2 separate regions of the Zea mays genome follow, and region 2 is linked to region 1. Evidence: chromatin contacts called from public Hi-C data. All regions are on one chromosome and are shown on one strand. Each heading gives the region's core, a stretch centred on a gene start, on an enhancer-like site or on the middle of the called end of the contact. The rest is flanking DNA. Distances are from core to core; before and after follow the strand shown. Region 1 holds the start of LOC100285935. Region 2 holds the start of LOC100383080.

Evidence for each region. Hi-C and Micro-C count contacts between places; a contact is called where the count stands out from the background.
Region 2: a Hi-C map of ear shows a contact between it and region 1, with 1.6 times the contacts expected there. The contact joins the promoter of LOC100383080 here to the promoter of LOC100285935 in region 1. A contact is called at or near these places in 4 of 25 Hi-C or Micro-C datasets (bundle sheath, ear, leaf and 1 more).

Annotation. Positions count from the first base shown.
Region 1 is chr8:17,296,508-17,303,878 of Zm-B73-REFERENCE-NAM-5.0, forward strand. It overlaps LOC100285935, which reads right to left and starts at 4,162. Exons shown (of 4, transcript NM_001366736.1): 1 at 3,426-4,162; 2 at 3,254-3,343; 3 at 3,075-3,142; 4 at 2,653-2,958. The coding sequence starts at 4,118. The coding sequence ends at 2,829.
Region 2 is chr8:17,453,305-17,460,675 of Zm-B73-REFERENCE-NAM-5.0, forward strand. It overlaps LOC100383080, which reads left to right and starts at 4,778. Exons shown (of 2, transcript NM_001358030.1): 1 at 4,778-5,032; 2 at 5,177-5,874. The coding sequence starts at 4,889. The coding sequence ends at 5,668. It also overlaps the pseudogene LOC103636787.

The DNA.
Region 1 (7,371 bases), core at 2,912-5,411:
ACAACTGGAACGATTCAATTTGGAATTAAAATGGGGAAGTTACGAATTCCCAAAGTTTCTATGTATTTGATATAGGATTAATTAGGAAATCAATTTTATTGTTGTTTTCATGACAAAACAGAGGTATTATGTGATAAAAATAATATTATAGAATTATAGAAATTGGAATGAACTCATTTAGATTTAATATGAAATTTCCATGAATTAAATGGGTTTCTACAATTATTTTTAAATTAAAAATCAATTTCTAAACTCATTTTCCCTATTTTCTTTATTTCCTGAACTGCGTCCCAAATTCTAGAAAGATCAGGGGCCAAGCTATAAATGTTTTTCTAGACTCAGTGAGCATACAGAGTGAACAGTGGGTTAAACACAAACGACGTTTTAGTTGAAGTTGTACATAATTCAACATGAGTCATGTTGGCTAGAGGGTGGAAGGCTAGGCATTCTGCTCAATAGATCCAAGGTTTGATCCCTAGGCAGCCACAGTTTGATTTTTTTTCTGCGCGCGGAAAACTGCTGTGCGGGATTGGACGACTGAGATTGTAGAACGGTAGAATGGACGACTGAGATCGCAGAATGGCAGAACACAAAAAGACAGGCTACTATTGCTAACTTAATAAGTAGTAGAGGTATTCATACGAGACTAACACAACTGGAACGATTCAATTTGGAATTAAAATGGGGAAGTTACGAATTCCCAAAGTTTCTATGTATTTGATATATGATTAATTAGGAAATCAATTTTATTGTTGTTTTCATGACAAAATAGAGGTATTATGTGATAAAAATAATATTATAGAATTATAGAAATTGGAATTAACTCATTTAGATTTAATATGAAATTTCCATGAATTAAACGGGTTTCTGCAATTATTTTTAAACTAAAAATCAATTTCTAAACTCCTTTTCCCTATTTTCTTTATTTCCTGGACTGCGTCCCCAAATTCTAGAAAGATCAGGGGCCAAGCTATAAATATTTTTCTAGACTCAGTGAGCATACAGAGTGGACGGTGGGTTCAACACAAAAGACGTTTTAGTTAAAGTTGTATACAATTCAACATGAGTTATGTTGGTTAGAGGGTGGAAGGCTAGGCATTCTACTCAGTAGATCCAAGGTTCGATTCCTAGGTAGCCACGGTTTTATTTTTTTTTTCTGCGCGCAGAAAACTGCTGTGCGGGATTGGACGGCTGAGATTATAGAACGGTAGAATGGACGGCTAAGATCGCAGAATGGCAGAACACAAAAAAGGCAGGCTACTATTGCTAACTTAATAAGTAGTAGAGATTACTAGCAGTCAATGGAAGTATAGCTTATGCCGATTTTGAATTCCTTTGTGCGAAAGAACTGTCTCTCTGCCTTCACAAGTTCATATCTTCTGCTGCTACGGTTGTAAACATAAAACAACATTGTCACATTGCTGATCTGTTTCAGGTATATGGGTTTCCGCAAGACCATTGCTTTGGACAGAAAGAAGCTCGTTGAGCTCTTGGACCTTTTCCAAGGACGCGCTCTATCTTGGGACGAGTTCTCAGGCGCAGTGAAGGAGGCGCACAAGAGCCGCACGGGGCAACCTACGGATAGAAAGGCCATCCCTGGCCAGCCCAAGGAAGAGGACTATTTCTACGCTAACCCTCAGGAATGCCTTGGCTCTAGTATCCTGACAGCTCGTCCTGGGAACCCGTTGCCAATGAATAATGGCGCCTCGACGACTGTAGTATAGCCTGGGTTTGTCGACACCGTCACTTCTTCTGTACAGCTGACCGAAGGTCCTCTCTTGCCTAGTACAGCCAGATTTTTCTCACAGAATAAAGCAGAAAGAAAGAAGGTGGGAACCTCTGGGTTCAGAAAGAAGAGATGCCGCTCGTGCATCCAGTCCGCTCCTTCTCTGCCATCTGCCGTAGTTGCTGTAACAACCCTTTCGTTTTCCTATCAGTTTTTTTTTTCTTTTCATTCCATTGTTCCCAACTCGTCCTTTTACTGTTCCAGTTTTGAGTTTTCACTTCTTCTAGGTTGCATTAGCTCTCTCTGCTCATGTGAAAGTAGTTCATTTTTTCCCCTGGAAGTTTATTGTACCAGTAAGCAATCATTCAAGATTCACAACAACATTCTGACAACATTACCCTTGACTTGATCAAATTATGGCGATGGAGCAATTGCTTGGTTCCTATGGATTTTAACGTCCATGGTGTATAGAAACTGTCGACGTGGTTGTTGCCGTTGGTCTGTAGGTACGGGTCGGCTGATCCCGACTTGGCTTGCACTTGCACGCCCGTCTCGATCAGATGGCATTGATCATTCGGCTGTTTTGTACGTAGCACCAGAAAGGAATGCGCTCTGGAAATTTGCAATCTTTTAACCGCTCTCGTTCGGCGTGGACGAGTTGCCTTTTGTCCGTGCAAGTTCTGCGGCGTTGGCCGCTGGGCGTTGCCTTCTGAACTAGAAGAGGACACCAGGGCATGGCCTCGTAATCTCTCATAACATTACACCAGCAAAAGACGGGAGATGGGCGGCGGAGGGAGAATGCGCCGCACCGCACGCTGTGAATCCGATCGCGGACGATGAAAACAACGCTGACGTACGTAGACATGGCCGGCGTCGAGAAATCTGTGCCACAGTAATAAATCAAACCTACATCATTAGACACAAGGTAGGATCTGCACATTGCCACCCTCTTGAATTTCAAAACAAGCCAGCCATGGAGAAAAACAAAAACAAAAGGCGGCAGCGCCTCCTCTCCACTCTACAAACAAACAAGAACGCCGGAAACAAAAGGCGGCAGCCGAGCGAGCTATAAGCTGTTTGGCTTGGGCGCTGCCGTTGGAGGTCAGGCGGCGGTGGAGGAAGGGCGCAGCAGGAAGTCGAGGAGGACTCGGTTGAAGAGCTTGCTGTCCTCCTGCTGCGGCAGGTGCCCCGCGTTGGGGATCACCTTCACCGTCGCCTTCTCCCCGAGCTTCCTGCGCACACAAATACACTCCATGATATCAGTTGACTTGCGTTGGATTGGAAAACCAAAAGTGACTGAGTGAGTGAGTGAAGAAACGGACAGCTCCGAGCAGAAGGGACAACTTACTCTTTCACCTTGTGCGCTTTGTCCACCGGGAAGATCTGGTCGAACTCTCCCCAGATGATGAGCACCTCCTGCAGTTAGTTCATCGATGTGCTCGTGTTCATAGTACATTCCGTATTTCCGTAGTCGTAGCGACCTGATCGGTGTGCATGCTCTGGTGGTGTTCAGTGGTGAGTACGTACCTGAGGCAGCGGAGCAAGCTCGAAGCCTTCTCCGGTGGCGATCCCTCTGATGAGCGCCATCTTCTCCTCCCTCTTGTCCGCGAAGTATCTCTGCATACATGTGCATAAATGCGCACGGTTTGAATACAATCGAAGCCGGCCGGAGCATGTCGCGAGGCGAATGTGCGCATACCCGGAGCATGTCGCGGAGGAGGCACTCGGGGACGTACTTGACGGGGCGGTGGGCGCAGACCGCCATGAGGCGGCGCAGCGCCCGGGTGTCGGCGGGCGCCAGCAGCTCCGCCACCTCCGCCACGCCGCTCCTGGCCGCCAGCGCGCGGTCGTCCTCGGCGCCCTTGCACGCGTCCGAGTCGCACAGCACCACCTTGCCGACGCGAACGCCGCCGCCTTGCCGCTCCAGCTCCCGGGCGAGGTGGTACGCCACGAGGCCGCCGTAGCTGGTGCCCACCACGTGCACGGTGCGGCCGGCGCCGAGGCCCGGGAGGTGCTGCTGGCCCGGGCCCGCGAGCAGCGCGGCGAGCGCGGCGGCCTGGGAGGCGTCGGACCGCGCGGGCGCGCGCGTGCCGGACGCCCCGAAGAAGAGCAGCGTCGGCACCACCAGGCGGAAGTGGCGCGACAGCGGGCCCGCCTGCGCCGCCCACTGCCACGTCGGGTCCGGCCCGAACCCGTGGATCAGCACCACCACCGGCTGCCGCTGCTCGGAGTCGGAGTCGGAGGGCGGCGGGCGGAGGAGGGACGGGTGGGCCCAGTAGTGGATGACCGTGTCGTCTTCGGCGTTCACCGTGGCCGAGCCCGGGCGGAGGCCGGCCGACCGGAACATGCGGCGGAACACCGCGTCGAGGAGGTGCACTACGCCGAAACCCATTGCTCCCTGGACCTCCTCACCTGCCTCAGGGTCAGGTCTCTCTGTTCACGCCACATTCTTCTCTTCTTTAGTGGGGTACTGGGGTCCTTCTTTTGTTGGTGAGCGAGCCCTTTTTCTGTTCACGTTAAAAGGACACCGACCGATCCAGCTTTGGCAATTGCAGGCGTGCCCCACCTGTCATTGGCCAAAACATCTACGCAGTGGGTTTCTAGAAGGTTTGTTCGCAGTTGTTGGGTCGTCAAAGGTGAAGTGTGGGTATGGTGGAGTCGTGTGTCTCACTCTCACCTATCACCCAGTTAGGCTCATTGAAAGATTCTCTTCTCTAAATATTAATCCCCCTGTACTTTTCTATAACTTTTTATTTTTCTAAAAACACCTTCTAAATATATAGGACATTTCTCTATCCTTCCTTCGTATATAGAGTTTTTCTCTACTCTACTCTATCCATTTTAATACTTTAAGAAATTTGAGGACATGACAACTACGTATGTACGGTAACCTAGAGCAAAATGTATTGAATATACGCATATTTACGTATAGAAAACGAGATGAAGAGAACAATTGGAGAGAGATGAGATATAGAGTTAAGATTTTTTAGAGGAGATTATAAAAGAGATATATAGAGTAGGGATATAGAAGACGTTGCTCGAGACGATTTTATATATACTTTTGATTCTTTTGACCACCCCTACTCGTTCCATAAAGATTGTTGGTGGTATCCTGATGGGCTCTGCTAGTGCTAGCCATGGTTTTATAGAAGGTTCGCTTAACAGTTTGTTAGGACGTCGCCGAAATTTAAATTGAGAGCGAAGTGAGGTGGAGATGGAGTGGAGTGGCACCCACTTCTAAAGTTCTAATCACCCTGATTGGTTGCCACCTACCACCCGGTTGGCGAATGGTCGGTCCTGATTTTGTATTCTTACTCTCTTTTTTCTTCCTCTTTTATTTCTTTGCTTCTCATTTATTCTTATTGTTTTTTATAGAAGCTTTCCGGAAGAAATTATGTAAAAAATATACGCTGTACATGTTGTGTATATTTGCAAGATGTTGAGAAACAAAAAAGTTAAACGCTTAAGCTACTTTATTCATAAAAAATATTATGTCAAAGTTTAGTTAGAATTTTTTTTTGCTGAGAAATAGTCTGGATAATTTCTTCTGCCAACATTTATTTATGAACCAAAACAGGGTCGTAAATGTCGCGTACATAATTTGCCATGATAAATTATCTATAAAATCATGTAACAAAACCATATTAAAAATTATGATAAAACGTTATGGTGATATAGTTTTTTTTATATCGTAATATGGTAATGCAAAAAAAAAGCTGTGGTTATAACTTTGTGATCTTGTAAAAGTAGAAAGTCGCAGGAACAAATTTGTCTTGTATATTAAACTGACGAATGCGATCTGTTGGGGCTGATTAGTAGAGTGGCAGGCACCAGTGGGTTGGGGACCTACATGGCTACATCACAGCCGTCGCATTCCTTCGTTGACACTTGACTGATGACAGGCGACCAGACAAAGCAAGGAGGGGAGCTATCCGAAAATGTTAAACCAAGAAAGAGCTAATGGCTGATTTCGGCCCATACTCTGACTCTATTCCTTGCGCAGGCAGGCCGGACGAGGCGACGATCCGTGTCTTGGTTGGGCTGATCCGTGTTTTGGTTAGGCTCAGTTAGGACCAGGCCCATTCGAGCTCAGTTATCAATCACCATCGCCCAGTACAGACTGTAGTACTAATTTAGGCTCTGTTGAGTAACAGCGTCATCACACATCATACATATCCGGACCATGAATCCTCGCATCAATAGCGGAGGCACGTGAAAGTTCTACAAGACTGTAGTACAATATGCATATGACCATAATAATATAATCTACAACATATATCTGGTAGCAAGAATTCAATATATATAGATTTACTAAACCATGAGTTTAGAACAGATTAAGAACGGCATATCACACATCTTGATTTAGCGAGTGGAGACAAAACTTATTACTTAGGATAGTTTCGCAAGGTTAGAGACCTACCGGTTTGACATAGTGTTGGTGTAGATTTAATACGCAACAATGTTGGGGGTATAACATTTTGATTAATCGTGTCGTCGTAGATCATCGATCCGTATCTCAAAACCCTTTTGTCAGCAAAGGAGTCGTGCGAAGCTTTGTCGTACCTTTGCGCCGTTACATGAAGTTGACAACGTCAAACCTAATGCGAAAAGACAAAAAATGTTCATACAATTTATTGTGATTTTACCCCTCGTTATATTGTGTAACTGTGATTTTACTCGTGTTGGGGTTGCATCCGTACATAATAGAAGTTGGGTAGTTAGAACCTTTCACCTAGTTCATTTCATATTCTTTGTTTTTAATCATTAATTCTAATTTCCACTATTGACGTTGAGAGTGAGGGACAAATGGTGGCTTTGTTTTCAAAATGGAGGGGGTAAAATCACAAAGTTGGAAAACTAGGAGTAAAATCACAATTGCAAGGCCAAAGGGGTATAATCACAAATGCCCCTCCCCTTTTGGATCATTTGCTCCGTGGAACGAAAAAAGTGAAAAAAACATCCGAATCTGAATTCTTATCCGAATTTTATATATACTATTTGAGAAGATATACGATAAATTTGAGCTTTTACTTTATACTAATCTTAAGAAACTCGATGCTAAAAGTAGGAATATGGATTTATATATACATCAGATTTTATATTTTATTTATTCGCGATGGAATAATGAAGATAAAAAAATTAACATCCCAAATAAGTAGCCAGAATCGCTCCTATGCATGCTAGCTATAATACTGTAGTTTGCAGACGAGACGAGTGAGGCGCGCAGACGTGCGAGCGAGACAACGACCTCTATATATTGCGCACGTGATTTTCGTACGCGCTACGTTTCCGATGGCGTTAGAGATAATTAAACGCAGAAAGGACGGCGACAAACCATAGACTAGATTCATCAGCAGCAGGAGCTATATAATAGTAGTAGTTACTGTCAGGTGTCACCACGTCAGCAGCTAGCTATAGAGCACTTAGCCCTCATCGATCACTAGTGTCCAGTCCAGCAGGGCCGGGGTGGATGAAGCACATGCTTCGCATGGACCTGATCAGACCTGGGTTTTCAAATGTTTAATGACCACCTGGCTGACTCTAGCTTGGCTGCTACTGCTAGTAGTAGGTCTAGTCTAGGGAGATGCTGAGCTGCACCTGCAGGAGCTAGCTAGACTGGGCCGACGGTTCGGATCCGACATGAA
Region 2 (7,371 bases), core at 3,528-6,027, 160 kb after region 1:
GATTGAATAAAAATGTCATACTAGATTTTGATGAGAATATGCAAAGTGCAATATACTATATCTTACGGAAGGTCTAAGAACCGTTAAATCTCTACTAACTATTAAGGAGGCAGTGTAGACTGCCCCCGCATCATTCATAGATGGAAGCATAAGTGAACTATCATTTGATGGGCCCTTGAGAAATCCATGTCATCATCTGCAAGGTGAGCTAAGATCCTCATGTAATTTTCACTCAGAGTCCTTGTGTCATGTGTACTCTGTTATGTCATCATCTGATTATTTTCTGGCTACCATTAAGGTTGTAGATAGTTAACGATATATTTTTATTCCTGATGTTCTTGACCTACGGTGCATTTTTGCTAAACATTCAACACAAATATCAATGTATATATCTTCAAATTAACAAGAGAATGAAATAGTCAGATACAACACAACCCCCTTATCTCAGAAGAGAATAGGAAAAGGTTGACTAAAAGACTAGGAAAGAATACCTAAAACAAGCTAATATATTTCAAAAGTCTAGATCATGTAACATGTGGTTATTCAATTGGCGATGGCAATATGGTAGTTAGATGGTTGTTATAGCATTGCCAACAACCGATGGTTGTTATAGCATTGCCAACAACCCAACATGTTCAAATCAGGGTATGTTATGTACCATGTTAATTGAAACTGACTATTTGACATTCATATTGTTAAGTGTGCTTATGGCCATGAGCACCAAATCTGTGGAAACAGAGCAGATTATCTGAATTAGTATTGGAATATGTGAATGATCATCATTTGCTCGATGTGATGGTGTAGTTCTATAACAGATTAGTCATTGATGATGCATATTAGTGCTATTAGATTGTGAACGACCTTGATTTGATTTTGCTAAGTGTTATCTATGCTTTTGTTTCGGGACTTCAGAGTGTTGCCTATGCTTTTGTTGGGTATCCTGTTTATTATTGATGAGCTATCACCCAAAAGTTCCTTTTTTTAATTCAATCTGAGCTTCAAGATTACCCTTGTATGCATCCAGTTTATTTCTACTGGAATAGATTGATGATCTATCATTTGAAGTTCATTTGTTAGTTCAATTTGAGCTTAAATATTAGTAGATTACCCTTGGCTGCATCCAGTTTATTTCTTCTAAAGTAGATGGACTCAGTGATTGGAGTAAGTTGTAAGTGGTTGGGTTCTTCTCTACTCCTATAAATATCTACTAATATAAAGCAGGAGATTCAAATTTCCAGTTAAATTAAAAATGTGCACAAGATAAACCATAAAACAGCTAAAATGTATATACCCACAAGGCCACACTTTATTTCCAGTTGTTTGACGATCACTGATCACACTTCCCCTATAGGCGCAAATACGTGTCTGAAAATCGGTAGATGAGGTGCTCGACTCCGCCACCGCCGAAGCCCATTACTCCGCACTTCGTCTGGACGACCTCAACATCTAGGCTTCCGCCACGTCATACAAGAAATAAGTAACAACGTTTTACCTTGAGAATGGCCACCAGGAGCCCTTCGTCTTTGGTTGGTATATATACTTTTGATTGATTGGTTGGTTGGTTGATGAGTATGGCGTAACCTGTTGGTCGACCCATCCATGCAACAATGGGAAAACTGAAACATTTATGCTATTTTGCATGCACTGTGATTATTTAAATGGCTTCATTTGAAAAAAGGGTTTTATGAGAGAAATCATGAAGAGAAAAATGATGAGAATTCAGACAGCGACCTTGCATTCACTGGTGAGATTTTATTATATGTTGTAGCATATTTTACTTCGTTGGTTTCATGTTTTCGAGGAGTTTGTAGACTGACTTCGAAGTTCCAATGAGGTTCATTGTGACTGGAAACTCAGTACGGCAGTAACACACAACCTTATGATAGGAGCTCCAATAATCTGCACAGTCAGGTGCATGTGCATTGGCCAGATTTCAGATTTGGCAGGTTTGGGTTTGCATAGCTTATTTAGGAGTCTATGCAGATGATTAGATTTGCTGAAAAATAAAGGTAACTCCATTCACACTCGATGGTGCTTTGACACCACCCTTTCTTTTCTTTTTATGAGAATGCTTCACTACCGTCTACTACGAGTAACAGCATGGAATCTTTACCAATACTACAATACGTGTAGATGCTTGTGTTGATTATAGCTTCTCATTATCGTTTTGAGCAACAAATTTACCGCATGTGTCATGTTTTATATAGTTCCTCAATCTACCCACTCTGTCGCCCTATTTGACAGCTCTTTGTAAGAAACTAAGAATATCATATAAATACAATGTGTGTATATTGTGATATTGACTTGCAACTAATATCGTTCTTGTGTCTATGCTTTATGATTATGTTGTCCTACATCTACAGCTGGGCACGTATTTTATGAGAAGCAGGGGAAGATCAATGAAGATTATAAGAAGTTGTAGGATGGATGGTTGGATAATGGGGACAAAGTCCCTCCCGCTGAATTTGCTAAGGTAATAAGGGCCCGAATGATGGGCACTCCTATAATTAAACTATATCCTTCATCTTTATGATTCTTTTCGCCTATATCTGTCTCGTTTTATTGCTACTATATTGTAGGTTAAAAGAGAAGCCTATGAAGGAGCTGAGAAGAATGAGTTAAATAAAATGGAACCATACCCTCTTTTGCTTTTTTGTTGTTGCCTGTTAACACATCTGAAATTCTGAACTAACATAGAATATTGAGGTCGATAATATATGCGATGTTTATTTTTATATAATCATTGTGTACTAACATTTTGTCGTAAAAATAGATTAGTGTATAAGATGTCAACATATTAGTTTATGATTAAATATTATATATTTACTCTTCAGAAATAATTTGTACGATATTAATAATGTTCGTTCGACATTGTAATATATTTGGATCGATGTATTTATAATAATATTGTATATTTATATCGTGACCATTGTACTGACGTTGTCTGTCACCAGGGTCCTCAGTCGTTGGAGGCTCGTCAATTTGCGTTCCGTGGCATCGCACGGGCATTTATCTAGTGAAGCAATAAGAATGAGTCTGCCTTCGGTTTGGTCGGTTTGGCCCATTCCGGGCCTAGTTCTAGGTAGAATAAATCAGTCTAGGTTAGAATCCGGTCTAGTATATTAGTAGTGTTCGTTTTAAACTAGGCCAGAAACAATCTTACCTTTACCTGATTTCAACTCACATCTTTCAATTCTCGGTCTGGAACGAGTCTAGGTGGTCTGTCTTCTGGATTGGTTCCTAATCTAAAAATGGGCTGGTGACCAGGAATGAGTAACAAGCCATGTTCCACTCGATCCTAGGCTAACTTGGTTACCGGTCTGGCTTGGATATCGGCCTGCCGAACGGGGCCTGATTGAATAGTGAATTATCTAGAAGTTGTGAGCATGCGACCTGCAATCAGTGATGACTGTGAGTGTGAGTCCGGCTCCGTGCAACGGTGCACCTTCAAATAGCGCCCTAGTGGCATGCGGTGTCTCTTCCATTTCTGTGGAATTCAGTAAGATGACAACCTACTATTATATTAGATGTTGGTCCCTTCTCCTTTTTGACCCCCATCGGTCACCTCTGAGGCATGGGCCTAGGGCCGACCCTGCCCCATGGCAGTGGCGTAGCTAAGGGATATGGGATATGCCAGGTATGTTATGCCATACACATGTATCCAGCATGTATATATATAGAGAGTAAATGAAAAAATATCTAAAATTGTTCAACATAGAAAACTATTACACTAATTATCTTGTAGCTTGTGATTTTTTTGAGTTTAGGTCTATGGCCACAGGACCTATCTAACGAATTCTTTGGATGACCTGCTAACATACAAAATCATAAAATTGACAGTCCAACATTCGGTTACTTAGATTTTTTAACGGATGCGACTCGTGAGTCGCGAGTGTGTGTAGACTTAAGTCAAGACATGGATTATGTATCTTTGAAGATCTCTCGGCTAAAAAATTAGACAAGTCTCCTTTTCATAACCTACACTACATTTTATAAACTATCAGTATAACTTTCCATCTATTTTATATTATAGTTTGTGAACATTTTTATCTTAGTTTTTAAATTTAAGACTTATTGTTATTTTTAACTTAAACTTTGAATATAAGACTTATTGTGTGTAATTTAGTGTATGTTGAAATTTTAAAACTATTACTGAATTATTAAATGGTTTAATGGAAATAGTTTGATCAGATGTATATGTAAGTTGTAAATTTTAGTTGGCGTACCCTACGCCACTGTGCCTCATGCATGGGTAACCTACATCCGATTTGACATCCACAAATAGATTGATCGATGCGCCATGAAAAGTGTCTGCGGGATGAAAGGTCTTCAACTCTACACGCTAGCAGTAGTATTTAGTCTTGAGTTCGATTGGCAAATAGAAGATCCATTCATCAAAGCCATTTCAAGCTTTGATTCTGAGGCCGTGCAGCTAGCTCATTGTCGCACCATGAACAAGCTAGGTCGCTAATCAAGAAAGCTGTCATTCTCCCTTCCCTTCTTCAGTACGCAGGGGAACGAGCGAGGTCGAACAAGGGATAGGGTTAGCTCACCACCCCTGCCGGGCTGCCGGCTGCCACTACAGATTCAGTTTCCACGTGGCGGGACGCCAGTGGTCGGATAAGGGATAGGGTTAGCAGCTCATCACTCCTGAAACCCAAGGAGCGCCACACATGCCTGAGCCATATCACGCCTGCAGGCCCCATGCATCCATGCGTGCACAGGATTTCCTCCTAAAGATCGATCGCAGACTTTACTTAGGCCGTCACAAGCAGGAGACCCTCCTCAGCTAGTACCTACCGGCCAGTAGTCGTCGCGTCTGCAGGCAGATCTGAGTTAGCCGGCGGATCCGATCCGTGCGCGTGCTGCTGTGTGTGTGTCGGTGGAGATGGCCACAGCTTACGCTCCCATGGCGAGCCAGGTGATGAAGAGCAGCCTCGTCGTGCACTCGAGGCCGAGGGGCCTGTCAGGCGCTGCTGCGCTCACGAGGCGGCCCGGCCGGTTCACCGTCAAGGCCATCCAGCCCGAGAAGGTCAGTAGACAAGAAAACAAAAGAAGAGCGCGCGAGAATTTGTGCATGCTGCTAGTGCTATCCATTCCGATCCAGAGCTCGTCTCTAGCTCTAGCTAGCTAGCTAGCTTACTGCTCTACTCGATTGTTCCGTACACGCATGCAGGCAACGTACCAGGTGGTGCAGCCCATCAACGGCGACCCGTTCATCGGCAGCCTGGAGACGCCGGTCACCTCCAGCCCGCTCGTGGCGTGGTACCTCTCCAACCTCCCGGCCTACCGCACCGCCGTGAGCCCGCTGCTGCGGGGCGTCGAGGTCGGCCTCGCGCACGGCTACCTCCTCGTGGGGCCCTTCGCGCTCACGGGCCCGCTCCGCAGCACGCCCGTGCACGGCCAGGCCGGCGCGCTCGGCGCCGCCGGCCTCGTCGCCATCCTCAGCGTCTGCCTCACCATGTACGGCGTCGCCTCCTTCAACGAGGGGGACCCGTCCACGGCGCCCACGCTCACGCTCACCGGCAGGAAGAAGGAGGCCGACAAGCTGCAGACCGCCGACGGCTGGGCCAAGTTCACCGGGGGGTTCTTCTTCGGCGGCATCTCCGGCGTGCTCTGGGCCTACTTTCTCCTCTACGTGCTCGACCTCCCCTACTTCTTCAAGTAGAAATCATCAAAGATGCGTATATATATAGCTCCGGCCGATCCTCCTCTCTAGCTGCATGGTATGTAGGTGGTGTGGTCCTTGTTTCATTTCACTCCAGCGGTGATCAGCGCCGTGTATAAATGTAATTCCTCTGCTTTGCACATGGATGGATTGGGATGTAACCTGTTCAACTTTTTTTTACCTTATTGGATGCATCATTCAGAGCTAGTTTGTTAACCTCATTTTTTCAAAGGATTTCCATTTTCCCAAGAAAAATTAGTTCATTTTCTCTTAGAAAAATAGAAATCACTTAGGAAATTAGAGTTCTCAAACTAGCCTTCATAGAGTTTTTTTTCCTCCACCTAGCTAAATGCCTTCCCTATCAATAGAGCGTTCAAATGGTAATACAATTCTGTAGAAACATACAATTAGTAACGCGTCGACCACAAAATATTCAAGTGATGATATGATTTCCCTGGAGACCAGGAGGGATAAATAGTCCACTCCCATCTTTAAGGATTAGTTAGAACCATATCATGCATTATAAATATCAAAAGTTTGGATTTCTGCCATTAGTATTCGTCTATATAGAATAATACTGCAACAATTCCATGTTGCCCCAAACATGCTATGTTCTATGGATCCAATGATATTGGATCGACAGTTAGACATTTCATATGGTCCAAAATATCTACTTGTTCACGTTATCCATCTCATTGACACACAAACCTTAATTACACATCATCTCCTTCCTCTCCTTTCACATTCTTCTCCTCCATCTCCACTGAAAGCATATAGATCCCTAATTTAGTTTTCATGATTATTAGCGATATAAGCATTATGACTAACATGTGTTTTACAGTAGCATTACTTTAGTGATGTCATAATGATATTGGTTGATTGGCTACCAATAGTTTTTATGCTCCTATTGATTGAATTCATTTAATTTTACAAAGGATGAGTGCAAAGATTAAGGACCGACTAGTTCTAAATGTCAATGGTGTCAAGTGATGGATTAGCAAAGATTAAGGACCGACTAGTTCTAAATGTCAATGGTGTCGAGGGATGGATTAGTGATAGAGTCTTTGTTTTTTCTTTAGTCGTCCTATAAGGGGTATGGACTTTTAACTTGACCCAGTAAAATCTAGTGAGCGGATACGTTGCGCACTTGCAAAAATTTGTCCTAGGTAACTCAAAAGAAGTCCAAGATGGATTGAAATCAAAACCTAACTCAAAGATTGTTTGAATTGGATGAGCAATTGTGCTCTACATGCATCGTACGTACCCAATGGTGCATCAAACATGCATATTGCATTGTTTTTTCTTCAGTAAATAGGGTCGGCATAGGTGATGTTGGGTGTACACCATACTTGGTCTTGCAGTGTTTGTGTCTATGTGAGGATCGGAGCTGATGCACTGATCGAACCCACTTACTGGATAGTAGTTCTAGAGAGGGCTGCAAAATGCACTTTAGTAGGGTGCCAAAGCAAAAATAGCAATGTGTGGTAACAAGTGATGTCATATCGCTAGTTTTGATCCCACGAGATCTCGCCGCCATGAAAGGTTAGGTGGAAAAGTGCTCATTGGTTCCGCAGTCATGATCTGTTTTGGTCTAGTGATATTGTAGAGGCACTAACACTGTTCACATAGAGGTGTTGTGCCTAGCAACATGTTCTCCCAAAAGCGAACCTATGAGCCATCCTTCAGCTTAAAGGTGCCAAAAT